Linked DNA regions of Mus musculus: regions 1 and 2 are each linked to region 3. A link is a contact called in public ChIA-PET and Hi-C data. All regions are on one chromosome and are shown on one strand. Each heading gives the region's core, a stretch centred on a gene start, on an enhancer-like site or on the middle of the called end of the contact. The rest is flanking DNA. Distances are from core to core; before and after follow the strand shown.

Region 1 (4,926 bases), core at 621-3,120, 570 kb after region 3:
ACTAAGCCTGGTCTCTGCTCAGTGACTGTATTGTGTTCAGGTCTAAACCCACAAGGGCATCCTACAAAAAAAAAGGGTAGATTTAATATAGCTTCATCACATGTGTAAAAGCAAAACAATTGGGGGGGCATATTCATTAAATGAAATATAAAAACTCTAACTTGCTCATTGAAAACTAAGTACTTGTAGAGGAAACAAAGACACTTTATTTTCTTATTCTGCAGGAGTATTTCTAATATAATAAGACACCGAGACTGTGTTTAGCTCAAAGTCTATATGGTTGACTCCAAAGTTCAAAATTGCTTTGTTAGATGTAAGCCTTTGTCCCTGGACGGACAGGCTTCTGTCTCTTAGGAAAGAAAATTAAGTTGTATTTTCTATGTGGTGGTTCCTGAATGCAGAATTTTAGATCCGCTTTAATAAAACACGTGGCTGTGTAAGATTTTATGTTAGTAACGGTGATGGAAAGAACATTGATTTATTATTATTATTATTATCATTATTATTATTATAGAAAATTTATGATCACAAATTCAGCATCTATCAAAGAGTTTGGCCACAGTGCACCAAAAAAGCCTCCACCTACTGGGCAATGTTACGACAGGGCAAGATAAAAGCAAAGCTGGTTCCCTTCTTCCCATCACAACAAAAAGGTCGATAAAGCACACACTTGATATCAAACAGAGCTTCCTGCTGGCTTCAGTTACCTGGGAGTCTGGAGCCTGTGGTTTGAGTAATGTTCTGTCCACAATGCCGGGCAGCAGAAGCATAGAGAGAATGTCGGGCTTCCAGCCGGCTGAGCGAGCGCCTAACAACTTCAGACTCATTCTTTATTCTCCATCAGAAACGATAGCAAATGTGTTAAAAGGAAAAAAAAAAGTATTCACCGATCTTCTGATGTTGCCTTTTTTGGTGCTAGGAATTGTGTAACAGAGGTGATCCAGACGAGGTGATCCGCCCTTGAGCTACCTTCCAGGGTCATGTAAGTTTGCAAAAGAACCGAAAAGGAAGAGTTTTGCATAGTTCCTCTTGAAAACAAATGGTTTTTGTTTGTTTGTTTTATGTTTGTTTGTTTGTTATTGTGGAAAATTCCTGAAGAAATAAGATAGAGGTTGCTGGGGTGGGCACTGCAGATGACCAGGTGAAAACAGGACCAAACAGAGTACACATGTGCAGCATAAGTGCAAACATTGTAACTTTTATCTCTTTGATCCTGAGAAATTTTGTCAAAGTAATGACGTTAATATTTTTAAACTCTATATTTTGGTATGCAATAGGACATTTATCCTAGAGTCCATAAGAATGATTTTTTTAAATATGAATGCTTATATCAGTACTAAAGAGGACTCTGCTTGAATCCTCAGGTACTTACCTCATTTTCAAGTGTATCAATTAAAAAGATTACATAATAGGTGCTCTGAGTGGACACATAATTTTCTCACCATTTCTAAACATTCCTACCAAAAGTATAACGTTTAGCTGCCACCCAAACGGTGGAAATGCATATGTACATCTGCGACTTACAAACTGTGTTTTGAGAAACGCTTGTGAGGGAATGCTGCAGCTGCTGATAGGTTGACCTTTAGATTAAAGGAAGGAGAAGACAAACAAAATTCTGGCATGACTGAAACAGAGTGGTAGAAGCCCCGGAGAAGGACCACCAGGGGGCAGCATCCTCAAGCGGTTGTGATGGGGTGAGGCGCCCCCCCCCCCCCCCGCAAGGTTGTTGGTTAGCTCCAGCTATTTAGAACCAGAACCGTTTTCTGATTTCCAAGTTAAAACCCCTAAGTACAAAAACATGTGTCCCCACCCCCAATGTGAAACGGACGAAATTCAAAAGCAAAAATAATACTTTATGCAGCTCAGCATGTACCCTACATCGTTCTGAGCGATGTACATGGATCAAGCAGCTGCCATGACAACCTTTGCAGTGTAAACACTGTTGCTAGTACATTAAAATCACGTGTGCATTTATATGATGCATTGTCTATGATTTTTAATTGAAATTTACAAATGAGGAAACCGGGACACAGAAGTTTATCACGTGCTCATGCCATACAAATACCAAATACCAAGTACCAGAGCTGAGATTCGGACCAAAAGCTCTGGCCCAGAGATCAGATCTGAGACTGAGCCAACAGACTGAGGCTCTCAAGGCAGTGTTTCCTTGTTGGCGCACTATCAAGTTCAGCTACCAGCGCAAGGTCCAACTTATGGCCTTGTCTGGAACACAGCTTCTGTGTGCTGAATCTCTTGAAAACACTTCCCCCGAAAGTTTTACCCCAACAATGCTGCTTTCTTCGTAATCGTGGCTAAATTCTCAGCTCTGGCCAACCAGCATTGAGTATCCAGCAAGGATTTTACTTTAGTAGTTCTGGTATCTTGTTCATCACAGATGGTTCTTCATCCCCAGCTAACCAAAACTACAGATCCTTCACACAAAATGTCCTGTAGAGTCTTTTCTTCCCGCTGACACTGCACAAGCTAGGCCTCCAGGTTTTTTTTTTTTTTTTACTGTTTGCAGCAAGCTCTTACAGAAGTGACTCAATGGCTTTTCTAGCCCCAAGTTTCACAGAACAGTTCATCCTCAAAAGCAGTGAGGACAGGAACTCAAACAGGGCAGGAGTTCATTCAGGGCAGGAGCTGATACAGAGCATGGAGGGGTGCGGCTTACTGGCTTGCTCCTCATGGCTTGCTCAGCCTGCTTTCTTGTAGGAGGCCAGGGATGGTGCCACCTACAGTGGCTGGGCCCGGCTCCATTGGTCACTAATTGAGAAAATGCCTTACAGCTGGATCTTAAGAGTCATTGTCTCAAGTGAGGCTCCCTCCTCTCTGATTCCTCTAGCTTGGGTCAAGTTGACATAAAACCAGCCAACATTTGGGTCTGACCTGCTTCAGGGATGTCTTAGTTACCTTTGTATTGTTGAAAAGGGATCATGACCAAATGTTTTCTCTTAGAAAAGAAGACATTTCACTGGGTGCTGGCTTACAGCTTCAGAGGATTGGTCTTTTGTCACCATGGCAGGGAGCATGGCAGCAGGCAGGCAAGCAGGCAGCTTTACATCCTGTTCCACGGGCATCAAGAAGACAGAGGGAGAGACACAGGGCCCAGTGTAGGCTTTTGCAGTCTCAAAGTCCACTCTCAGTAAGACAACACCTCCTAATCCCCCTAAGCCTTCTCGGTTTCATAACCTGGTGACTAAGAATTGAAATTTGGAAGCCCGCGAGAGCCATTTTCGTGTAAATCACCATAAGGAGAGATGGGTATCAAACATGAGAGGGGTCACCGTGCTTCTGCGGTTTTCTCAGATACCACAAGCTTGCACATCTCAGATCTCCAAGCTCCACATGGAGGGAGACCATGTTTGAGGATAGTATATCTATCTAAGGCAGTATAACATCTAAGACAGATATATCTAATATATGTATAATATATATCTAACATAGATAATATATGTATAATATCTAAGATAGGTATAACACCTAAGGCATCTGGGACTGAAATAAAAAATTTAGTAAGGGAGACTTGATTTTTGTGTTTTAGAAATGGAGAAAGGATGGATCCTATTTGAATGCTGAGCCAAAGTACACCTCTAGCAAGTGAGATTAGCCTTGGACATGTTTTTAAATAGTAGCATGAAAGATTAGAAACATGACCACCTTTAAGTTCACAGATGCTAGCGGGGAGGGAAAGCAAGCCTACATTTTGGAGTGTGTATTAGGAACAACATGTTTTGAAAAGTTAGCAAAGGCAAGTGAGGAGAGCAAGATGACACTAAAGAAAACTAGCATTCATCAAGACCATTACAGAGATGACAACTGCTTGCTGGTTAATGTTCATCTGGCTCAGACCAGCAGGTGCACATGTGTGGGTGCCAGAGGTCAACCTCCCACCATGACTCACTCTTGCTCCTGCATAGACCCCTATTATTGTCAATGAGAGAAACAGCTCGCCTCAACAAGATAAGAGATAGTTTATTCTAGAGCCAGTTATGAGTGACTATGGCTCAGGAACACAGATTTTACTTTCTCCAAATACCACGTTCCAACGAGGTAGCAATTTCGTGCTTTTCCAGAAATAGGGAACCCCAAATTAAGGTACTTTTTAAATGTATTAGTGCAAACATTTGATAAGCAGGTTACAACAAAGAGGTGGACTTTTTGGAATACCTTAGATGCTATCCAGTGATGCTACTAGCTTTTGGGTTGGTAGAAGCCAATAGTCTGTAAGTTCATTCATTCAAGGTTCTACCTTGAAGTCACAAGGACAGGAACAGAAAAAACAAAACAAAAAGAAGACAAAACAAAAAACAAAAAACAAAACAAACAGACAGGAACAGAAAAAAACAAAACAAAAAAAGACAAACAAACAAAAAAACAAAAAAACCCCACATCAGCGGGAGGTCTGAAGATGACTCAAGATAAAGTTTAATTAGGGTCTGAACCTGCAACACACTGCTGGATTCACAGTCTCCAAATTTCTAAAGTTAACCAGCCTCGCTGAAGGGTCAGTGAAAGGTGGTTTCCTTCACAGCAAGCAACAGGATGTGTTTGTTTAAACAGCTGAGACTTAGACTTACTTAATGCCAGGAATCTGCTCTGCGCTCACTCAGAGCATGGTGATAGTGGTGTGGTTTAGAGCCTGACCTTAAACTTAGAGATCTGGGAGTTTCGGAGAAACTGAAAACAGACACGTTAGTGACTAAAGAGAAAGGTGAAGATATGGACAAGTGAACAAAAACGCCCAGAATTCAAGGTCAGACAGTGGGACCGGGAGATAGGGATGGTTTCAAAACTAAACTCGTAGGGCATTCAGAGGGACAGGAAGAACTCGGTGCAGGAGAGGAGAGCACAAATGCTTCAACAAATGCTGAGTGTGTGTGATTACTGAAGGAGCTTCCGTCTCTCTGTTAAGCACCCACCTAG
Region 2 (4,662 bases), core at 482-2,981, 970 kb after region 3:
AATGGGGGTCACACCCAGGCCTCTATGCTAAGCAAGCAATCTACAGCTGAGTCACCTTCCCATCCCTGTAACTGTACCTGAATAGCACTTCACACAGCGTGCAAAGTATTTTTTTTACTATATTACCTTAATTTGTCCCCACAAAAAATCTGAAATACAGAAAAACTCTGTCTACCACTGAAACCTGTCCCTGTAAGACCATTATTAAAAACACAGGCCGGGCGGTGGTGGCGCACGCCTTTAATCCCAGCACTTGGGAGGCAGAGGCAGGTGGATTTCTGAGTTCGAGGCCAGCCTGGTCTACAAAGTGAGTTTAAGGACAGCCAGGGCTACATAGAGAAACCCTGTCTTGAAAAAAAACAAAAACAAAACAAAAACAAAAAAAACCAACAAAACAAAACAAAAACCCAACAAAACAAACAAACAAACAAACAAAACACATAGAAAAGCTTATTTTTATTTTTGTAGTAGATGGTAGTTATCACAAAAGCCGACAACTGGAGTGAGAAGAATCCATAACTAAGGATGGCTCAGGCCCTTCTACAAAGCTCAGGGAACACAGGAGGAGATGGAGGACTGTGGGAACTGGAGGGGGAGGACTGCTGTGAGACACTGTCTGTCCTCAGCACAAGACAGCTGCTGTCCTCGTGAACTCTCACAGCTGTGGCTGCCTTCAGAAGATCTGCCCCAGGTCAGGACAGAGCACACAGGAGCACAAATGGATGAGGGCTCCTAAGGCCCATCTCTAACTGAAAGCTACTGGCAGTTAATGGCTACACAGGAGGGGGAGACGGTTTTCCCTGGTGGAATGCCCAGACTCCAGTGGGTGCTTGTACATCCATGTGCACGAAGCAGCTCTAACTGGGCTCAGTGGATGAGAGAGACAGAGAGACAGAGAGAGACAGAGACAGAGCGAGGACACGAAGCTAGGAGGGATGTATGTGCCAGGGTCCTGGTGGAGTTGGGGAAGAGTAGGTATGAGCAAATACTCTGTATGCATGTATGGAATTCCCAAAGAAGTCAAAGTTAAATCTACTATGTACTACATATTTAAAATTACATTGAGTAATACAATCTAAATATTAATTTAATGCTATTTGAAATATGTAAAATCGGGATATTGCACAACTATCATATTGGAAACAGCAGTAAAGTACTTTGTAGCTGTTAATGTAGAGAACTGATAATCAGGAGATGCCACTGAGTGGGGAGGTTTTCACAGCACCACAGCAGAATCACCTGACAGGAAGCTGGGGAGATAAACTAACTTCCCTCACTATGCAGGCACACCTACTAGAGGCACTGTTAAAAGGTTTGCTCTCCTTCTGTTCACACACCGAATCGTTTCTACATCCTGCATAGTTTTAACTTTTATATACACTGTCATGCTAGAGAAAAAAATTACTACCTCTCCATTCACACACTCTCATCAAATGGGCAATTGTGAAACATATTCCCTAAATATAAACTAACACACTTAGAAATACTGTTAAAAGAAATAGTCAGCTGGGTAATAAGGTAAGAAAGTTATTTTTAGTTAACATCAAGTAGTGAATTTTTATATCATTCCAGCTTACTCAAATATATAACCTAATTTTAGCTTCCAATATCATCCTTAATTGGATGACAAAAACACACACAACAATCAACAATGCCGGCACTTGGGAGGCTGAGGCAGGAGGAATATAATTTTAAAGTCGCCTGACCTACAGAACGAGACCTTGTCTCAGGAAACCCAGAGCGGAGGGTGGAGCTCCGTGGCAGGGCATTGGCCTAGGATGAGCACGGCCCAGGCTCCCCCCCAGCTCTGTAAAACTGCATCCCTAAACACTTTGTACAAACTTCACCGACTACTGGTTACGTTTTCACTCTGTATAGAAAAGAGAAAGACTTACTTTCACCCTCCTGATAGCATATGTGTGACCGAGAAGTTCAAACACAGGCTGTCGCACATTCCTTAAGTCCCAGCCTCTCAAACTACAGTCAACCGCACCTGTCACCACCAAGTTCTGAAAACAATTCAGAAAAAAACAAAACAAAACTATGAGATGTTTGCAATCTCTCACTAGAAACTAGAAACTAAAAAATACATTTTTGTAATTAAATATACACCCAGGATCTATTTTTTAATTGCATAATAATCATAGAAAGGAACCAAAATAGCCATTTCGTAGCAAAATCAAAACTATATAACTACAGAGGACAGGAACTATGTTTAAAGTGTATGATAGAACACTACACACAAGGGACAAAGCAAGTCTCAAACAGCATTGTAGATTTTCTAACTTACCTTTTCAAATACTACGCACACATAAGAGGTTAAAAGATATTGGACAAATCAGCTGATCCTTCTTTTTAAACAGTTTAAAACATACTGAGGTCGTACCAGATATTAAAGGCAGGCTGTGGTTGCTGGGCTGAGAATGTAGCTCAGTAAGAGAGTGCTTGCCTAGCGAGTATAAACACATTTGAGTCCGATATGCAGGAAACACACACACACACATAAACACACACACACACACATACATGTATGCACTCACATATGCATGCTTACAGGCACTCATATGTTCATGGGTGGGGGAACCCCTTTCAAGGTGACTCATAGTTGAAAAAGCAGAGTGTTAGTTAAGTTTTGTTCGGTTTTCTAAGCCTAAATATTTCTATTGAATATGCATATTGTCTTTCTTTTTACTAAAAGAGTTCTGACAATGTGGTATTCTTTTAATTGTCACAAGTGAGTTTAAAGCTGGGAAAGCAAAAACAAGGTAGGTATTTTCAGTTTTCAGCTACAAGGCCTGTTGAGGCATACAGATAGTATATTAATACAATCAATTTATTCCTGAATTCCTGCTTTTAATTCTCACACTCAGATGTTTTAACTGAAGCATTACAAAAAGTTTCACATGGGCACCACCATCTTATACAAGCATGAAAATTAGTTCAGCTTAAAAAGAAAGATAAAACAAAATTCTTAAAACTAATGGACTGTCAAATTAAAAACTGGGTTATAAACAGTTCAACAGTGAGGTTAAGAGCAATCACACATATACAAATTACAAAAATTGTAAAGCAGTTTCCCAAAACAAACAAGGAAGGCTGCACTGTTGAACTTGTAAGAATATCTGTTCCTGCCGGGCGTGGTGGCACACGCCTTTAATCCCAGCACTCGGGAGGCAGAGGCAGGCGGATTTCTGAGTTCTAGGCCAGCCTGGTCTACAAAGTGAGTTCCAGGACAGCCAAGGCTACACAGAGAAACCCTGTGTCGAAAAACCAAAACAAACAAACAAACAAAGAATATCTGTTCCTTTCTTTGCCTGTTTTAGGAGCACTTAGGTCCAACTAATACTAACGCAGGTCAGTCCCTTACTCACAACAAGTTACAGAGACGGAGTTTAACCTAAGGGTCCAGAAACAACATCAAAGTGCTCATCAACAGGACAGATAAGGGGGTGTTAACACTGGGAAGAGTGCTCTCTACGGAACCCCTGTACCTCATTGTATTTACACCAGTCACAGCTCAGGATTTCCGTCTGATGTGCTGGAATCACAATCCGTACTCCTGTGGTCTTCACATCCCAGATCCTCAGAGTCTGATCTCCTGATAGAAGAGACAGACTTGGTCAACCCCACATCCTACTGGGTGCTCTGTGCAAGAGCAGGCTGGTGGCGAGCCAAGGGGAGATACGTCACCATCAGGATACTCACCTCGACATATTCTCAAACCATCACAATGCCTAAGAACTACTCACAGTGATGAGCAACAGAGAGGAAAACCATAATAGTGGTTTTACATCAAAGAGGAAAACTCAATGATGAGATGCCAAAATGGAGATGTTTTCAGCCTTCAGAGGATCTGTTTGTTGTCTGCACTGGTGCTGAAGAGAGAGCTGGGGCCTCAAGCATGAGAAACACACGTTGTACCACCGAGCCATGCCTCCAGCTCTTCCTTACGGTTTTTATATTTACTACATTTTAATGGGACAGTTGGAGGAAACTTTTCTCCTTTGAAAAACAAGCTCAAAATTTTAGAGAACAGCTGGATGGTGGTGGCACACGCCTTTAATCTGCCCTGGGAGGCAGAGGCAGGCAGATCTCTGAGTTTGAGGCCAGCCTGGTCTACAGAGAGTGTTCCAGGATGGCCAGGACTATACAGAGAAACACTCTCACAATAAAGAAAAAAGTATAAAGATTATATTTTACATTATTCAAATAAGATTGGCATTGTTTAAATGAACAGTCACATTAGTAGATGAAAGCAAGTAATATTTGGGGATCTAAGAATGGTAGGGATAAAAGAATAAATTTAAATGTACCAAATGGGAATAATTCTGGTACATGAGAGAGCTATCTTCAATGGCCCTAAAAATAATCACCATCCAGTAGAATTTGTTTCAGAATCTTCAACAGCCAGGATGAAACAATCTCTTGTGGCCTCTGAGCATTTGGTGCCTACGGTAGTCTAGTGTCTGGCCTATACCCATACCCTTCTTCCAAGAACAGCATATCCCTTCCATACCAAACAACTCTTAACTGACTTACAACTCTAGAAGCACTCCAACCTTAGCTCTCAGCCAAAAGTGAACGCTCAGTTGTTTTGCTTAAAACAAAACCAACCCAAACAGACAAAAACCCTATAGGATAAAGAAAAAACAGCCAGCCCTG
Region 3 (4,585 bases), core at 1,133-3,632:
CTATAGAGTCAACTAACTTGGGCCCGCGGGGGCTCAAAGAGACTGATCACCAACCAAAAGGCATGCAGGGGTTGGACTTGGGTCCGCTGTGCATTTGTAGTAGATGTGCTGTTTCATGCTCATGTGTGTTCCCTAAGCATTGGAGAGGGAGGGCAGTCTCTGACTTTGTTGCCTGCCGTTGCCCCTCCCTCTAACTGGGCTGCTTGGTTGGGCCTCAGTAGGAGAGGATATGCTGAGTTCTGCTGGGACTAGATGTCCCAGGACAGGGTGGTACCAAGGGGGCTTCCCCTTCTCTGAGGAGAAGGGGAGGGACTGATGGGGGTTGGGATTTGTAAGGGTGGGACTGAGAAGAGATGAAGGAGGGGTTGCAATCAGGATGTAAAGTGAGTAAATAATTTAATTAAGTCAAAAGAAAAAAACCTGAGTTTAGACACATAGAGACAGTTCATTTCTGTAAATGAAAGGTTCTGAAATCCAAGTTCCCTGATGCCAACCAAGCCCCAGCCTTGTAAAATCTTTCTAGGAAATAGTAAGTAGTCAACCCTAGTTAGGTAAATTCTTTTTTTGCACAACTATGTCTAGTCTAGTTGTAGGCTTCATTTGGAAATTTTCTGCAGGCCAACTACTCAATTGTAAGAGATGGCTAGCAGCAAGATCCAGGAGGTTAGAACTCAAGGTTGATGATGGAGGTGACTTCTAGGCAGGTCTCCCTGATGCTTGACAGCCTTGTTTCTGTTCCTTCTCATATATTCCCAACATAGTCATCAGTGATCATGGAAACAAGGCCAGAACGTGCCGTTTCTGAACCTGAATATTCCCAAGCCTGAATATAACTTCAGTGACAAGATGGACGCCACTTTTCCGGGTGCCTCCGATTCCAGCACATGACACTTCATTGAGGGGAAACTAGAGAGTGGTACCGATGAAGACTTCAGTCATTGTAGCTTGTTGTCCATAAGGACTTCGGTCTTCATAGCTCACATTCACAGAGAACTATGTCACCATAGGAACCTCGGTCATCACAGCTCACACTTCACAGGGCCCTCTGCTGCCATAGTTCACTGCTCATAGGGACCTCAGTCACGATAGCTTACTGTTCACAAGGGCCTTGGTCACTATAGTTCACTGTCTGTGGGGACCTCAGTCATTGTAGTTCAGTGTTCATAGGGATTTCGGTCACCATAGCTCACTCTTCACAGGGCTTTTTGTTGAGATTCTCCTTTAGGCTACAACATCCTGTTCTTGGATGACCTAAAGCCACCGTCTTAGAGGATTTGCCATTCAGTTTTCAATCAAAGCAATTCTGTAAATTCACACTAAAAACGAAGCAAAGGAAGTAGAGGCTACACTTGAGTGAAAGCCCTGTCCATCTGATGCCATCTCCAGAGACAGCATCTCCTCTCCACTTCTCGCACTCCAGTCAGTCTCTAGCCCCTTGTTAGAACAACTGGATCTACTTTCTGGGGTGAGGCAGAGACAGACAGACAGGTAAATAAAAATGCAGAGACACACACAGTGTCTCTGGAGGGAGAGGATGAAAAAAAGGGAGAGGGAGAACCTGGTGTACGGTTGTACCAAATAAGAGGAAAAGGAAGACAGGATGGAGGAGGATTTAAAAAGGATTAAGAGACACAGTGGATTTGCTGATGGGTTGTGGAATGAAAAATGGTTTTCAAGGTCCTCTGAGTTGCTTTGGGGAGTAGTATCATTGTTCATAGTCTCTCTCCCTCCCTCTCTCCCTCCCTCCCTCCCTCCCTCCCTCCCTCCCTCCCTCCCTCCCTCCCTCTCCCTCCTTTCTCCCTCTCTGTCTTTCTCTCCCCCTCTTTGTCTCTGTCTCTATCTGTCTTTCTCTCTCTCTCTCTGTGGGAAAAGTTCCTTGCTATAGAAAAAATATGTATCTGTACCATTATATCAAGTATATTTTACTTTTACCTTTAAAATCTCTCTCTGAGGGTTAGGGGTATAGTATAGTGGTACAGTGTTCATCCAATCACCAGCATTGCCAACAGCCAGTTCCATGCCCCCTTTTGCTAGTCCAGTAAATTTAAAATTAATCAGGGCGAGCTGAAAGGGAGATTCAGGAATCCACAAATCCTATGGAAGAGTTTACAGGCTGTGAACTTACAACAAAGATTTGTTTTAGGCTCAGATTTTTCTGTATTCAATTTGGGAACAAACTATTCCATCTGCCTGAGAGAAATAAAAATCTTAAGGGGAAGGAGTAGCTTTGAACACTGGGACTTTAACCATGAAGAGAGACAATATCAATTATTGCTCGCCTATAGTCAAGCAGGACCCAGTTCACTGTCAGACACTTGAAACAGTCTGAACCCAGCTATTTGGTTGAGTATATAAATTGACCACCAGATGGCAGCATATGATTTTTAAAAGAAACACTACTCCCCTCCCCCCACCTTCCAGCCCCTGCACACCACCCCCACACCTCCAAAGTGTACACAGAGAGGTAGACATCACCCATAGTGAACATTTTTCTTCTTGTTCCTAAAATTGGAATGAAATGAGGAATAACACAGAGAAGTAAGAAACAGAAGGAAAGAAGTAAGCTGAAGGAAACGTGGGAGGGAGAAGATTTAAAAAGAAACTAAAAGAAAAAAGAAAAAAAAGAAGCATATCCAACTAGATGACAGTTCATCACAAACGACAACGGGCGGGCTGCTGATGTAGGAAAGTTCCGAGGGAGGAAACGGTGCTATAACCACAGGCATTCACAGCCTACATGTGTGAGTGAGTACAAGATAGACTCTTGACCTTCTTCTAAAAGCAGCTGTCTCCTTGGGAAACTACAAGAATGAGTTTACATTTTCAACATGTTTTCTTTTCTTTAAGGCTCGAGTTACCTGAATTCTCCATTTGTATTTGAAACTTATTTTAATCAGTGTTCTTCAAGGAGGTCATGCACACTGGATTCCATGGTTGGACATGCAAGTAAGGGAAGTGACTCAAGACAGCAGAAAGTATTCAGACACATACCAACAGGGATGCATCCATGTAATAAAGAGGAAAGACACACACCAACAGGGATGCATCCATGTAATAAAGAGGAAAGACACACACCAACAGGGATGCATCCATGTAATAAAGAGGAAAGACACACACCAACAGGGATGCATCCATGTAATAAAGAGGAAAGACACACACCAACAGGGATGTATCCATGTAATAAAGAGGAAAGACACATACCAACAGTGATGTATCCATGTAATAAAGAGGAAAGACACACACCAACAGGGATGCATCCATGTAATAAAGAGGAAAGACACACACCAACAGGGATGCATCCATGTAATAAAGAGGAAAGGAGAAGGAGCTTTGAGCCAAGAAGCTCATGACCTGAGAGGGATTCTCGGGATCTGTCTCTGACTCTCCACGGACCACAACCACTACCCAAGACCATTCTTCAACTTCTTCAACTACTCTCTCTTTCCTAACTAACTAGTATGTCTCGAGAGTGTAAGATGGGACAGATCTCACATAGTGGTGATAGGCTTGGGCATTGAGGCTTCTTTGAGTAGGGCTTTCTACCTCTACAGTAACGACATCTTGGATTGGATAATTCTTTGTGTACTCTTTCCATTATAGCATAGTTAGTAGCCTTCTGGCTGCCACTTGCTGGATGCCAATAATACACCCCTACCTAGTTTATGGCATCCAAAAGCATCTCTAGACATTGACAAGTGTTGCCTGGGCAGGAGATTTGCTACCTTCCCTGTTTTGGAACCTCTGCTCTAGAAAGACTCTAATTATAGGGATGAAAGACATTATAAAGGCTCTGCTTTCTTGCTTTTCTTCTCTTGGGAAAAATTCTTTCTGAATCAAAAGAGAAATGTATGCTCAAATATCCAGTAGAGATTTGCAAGTATTAAAGCCATTCACAAAATGTGTTTCTTATGGCTAGGATAATGTTCTCTATATGAAATAAAAGCAACCAAATATATCATTATAAATATTGTGTTAAGCAGAAAGTGGCACATGATATGCTAAGGCACACAGGTAATAAAAGTATTTATATAGAGAAAACCAACTAATGCTGATTGAAGCTTTATTGGGTACCAGATACATTTTTTTGTACATTTCTACTCGTGTTATATAAGCATACAACATCTCTATGCAGATATATCATTTGCATTTCAGATGAAGATAATGAGACTGAGAAGAGTGTAATTACTACCTCAGAATTCTATTTATAGTCAGAGTGGAAGAGCAGATTAAAACTCTGATCATGTTCTATCTCTGGACATGAACTCTTACACATCTTACTGTTGAGTTGGGCATGGACATAGGAAAGGAATATAATGTCAAAAACATGGTTGATGCAACTTAAAAGTCATAGAGGTTGCAAGAAACTCTGCCTCAGACAGGAATGTATGATATTTTTTTGGGATGAGATAAGGGCTAGGAAGATGGGATGGAGAGGTGGGAATGGGGCTACCCTTTGAGGAGTAGTGGGATTGTAGAATAGTGCAATGGACGACCTGTTTATGTTTCTTCCTTTTTGAATTCACATTGTGGAACCACGGTCCTAATAAGATGGTGTTAGGAACTGGGATGTACTGCCTTTGGAACT

What was found. A called contact is a pair of places that touch in the nucleus more often than the background predicts. ChIA-PET counts read pairs in DNA pulled down with a chosen protein or histone mark.
Region 1: a contact with region 3 is called in an RNA polymerase II ChIA-PET map of memory CD8 T cells, with 164 read pairs. The contact joins two enhancer-like sites. A contact is called at or near these places in 26 of 484 Hi-C or Micro-C datasets (the AML12 cell line, B cells, CD4 T cells and 17 more), 6 of 115 datasets of contacts at active chromatin or transcription factors (Th17 cells, bone marrow-derived macrophages, effector CD8 T cells and 3 more) and 1 of 9 other capture datasets (embryonic stem cells).
Region 2: a contact with region 3 is called in a Hi-C map of regulatory T cells, with 4 times the contacts expected there. The contact joins two enhancer-like sites. A contact is called at or near these places in 12 of 484 Hi-C or Micro-C datasets (B cells, the HPC-7 cell line, cardiomyocytes and 8 more) and 1 of 115 datasets of contacts at active chromatin or transcription factors (microglia).

What each region holds. Positions count from the first base shown.
Region 1 is chr10:19,490,036-19,494,961 of GRCm38.p6, forward strand. Gm33104 (predicted gene, 33104) reads left to right here. Exons shown (of 4, transcript NR_152784.1): 2 at 920-982. Among named protein-coding and RNA genes, the nearest start is that of Gm33104, 5.8 kb to the left of the region's middle. Within about 2 kb of position 1,871, at least 26 of the 459 cell types and tissues checked have an H3K27ac peak or open chromatin away from gene starts, as enhancers often do. A contact at or near this core is called in the P5424 cell line, Th1 cells, Th17 cells and 5 more, where this site is marked.
Region 2 is chr10:19,885,165-19,889,826 of GRCm38.p6, forward strand. Pex7 (peroxisomal biogenesis factor 7) reads right to left here. Exons shown (of 10, transcript NM_008822.2): 6 at 3,492-3,598; 7 at 1,896-2,009. Among named protein-coding and RNA genes, the nearest start is that of Pex7, 20 kb to the right of the region's middle. Within about 2 kb of position 1,732, at least 17 of the 459 cell types and tissues checked have an H3K27ac peak or open chromatin away from gene starts, as enhancers often do. A contact at or near this core is called in the HPC-7 cell line and regulatory T cells, where this site is marked.
Region 3 is chr10:18,914,834-18,919,418 of GRCm38.p6, forward strand. No RefSeq gene overlaps it. Among named protein-coding and RNA genes, the nearest start is that of Perp, 72 kb to the left of the region's middle. Within about 2 kb of position 2,383, at least 53 of the 459 cell types and tissues checked have an H3K27ac peak or open chromatin away from gene starts, as enhancers often do. A contact at or near this core is called in the HPC-7 cell line, the P5424 cell line, Th1 cells and 6 more, where this site is marked.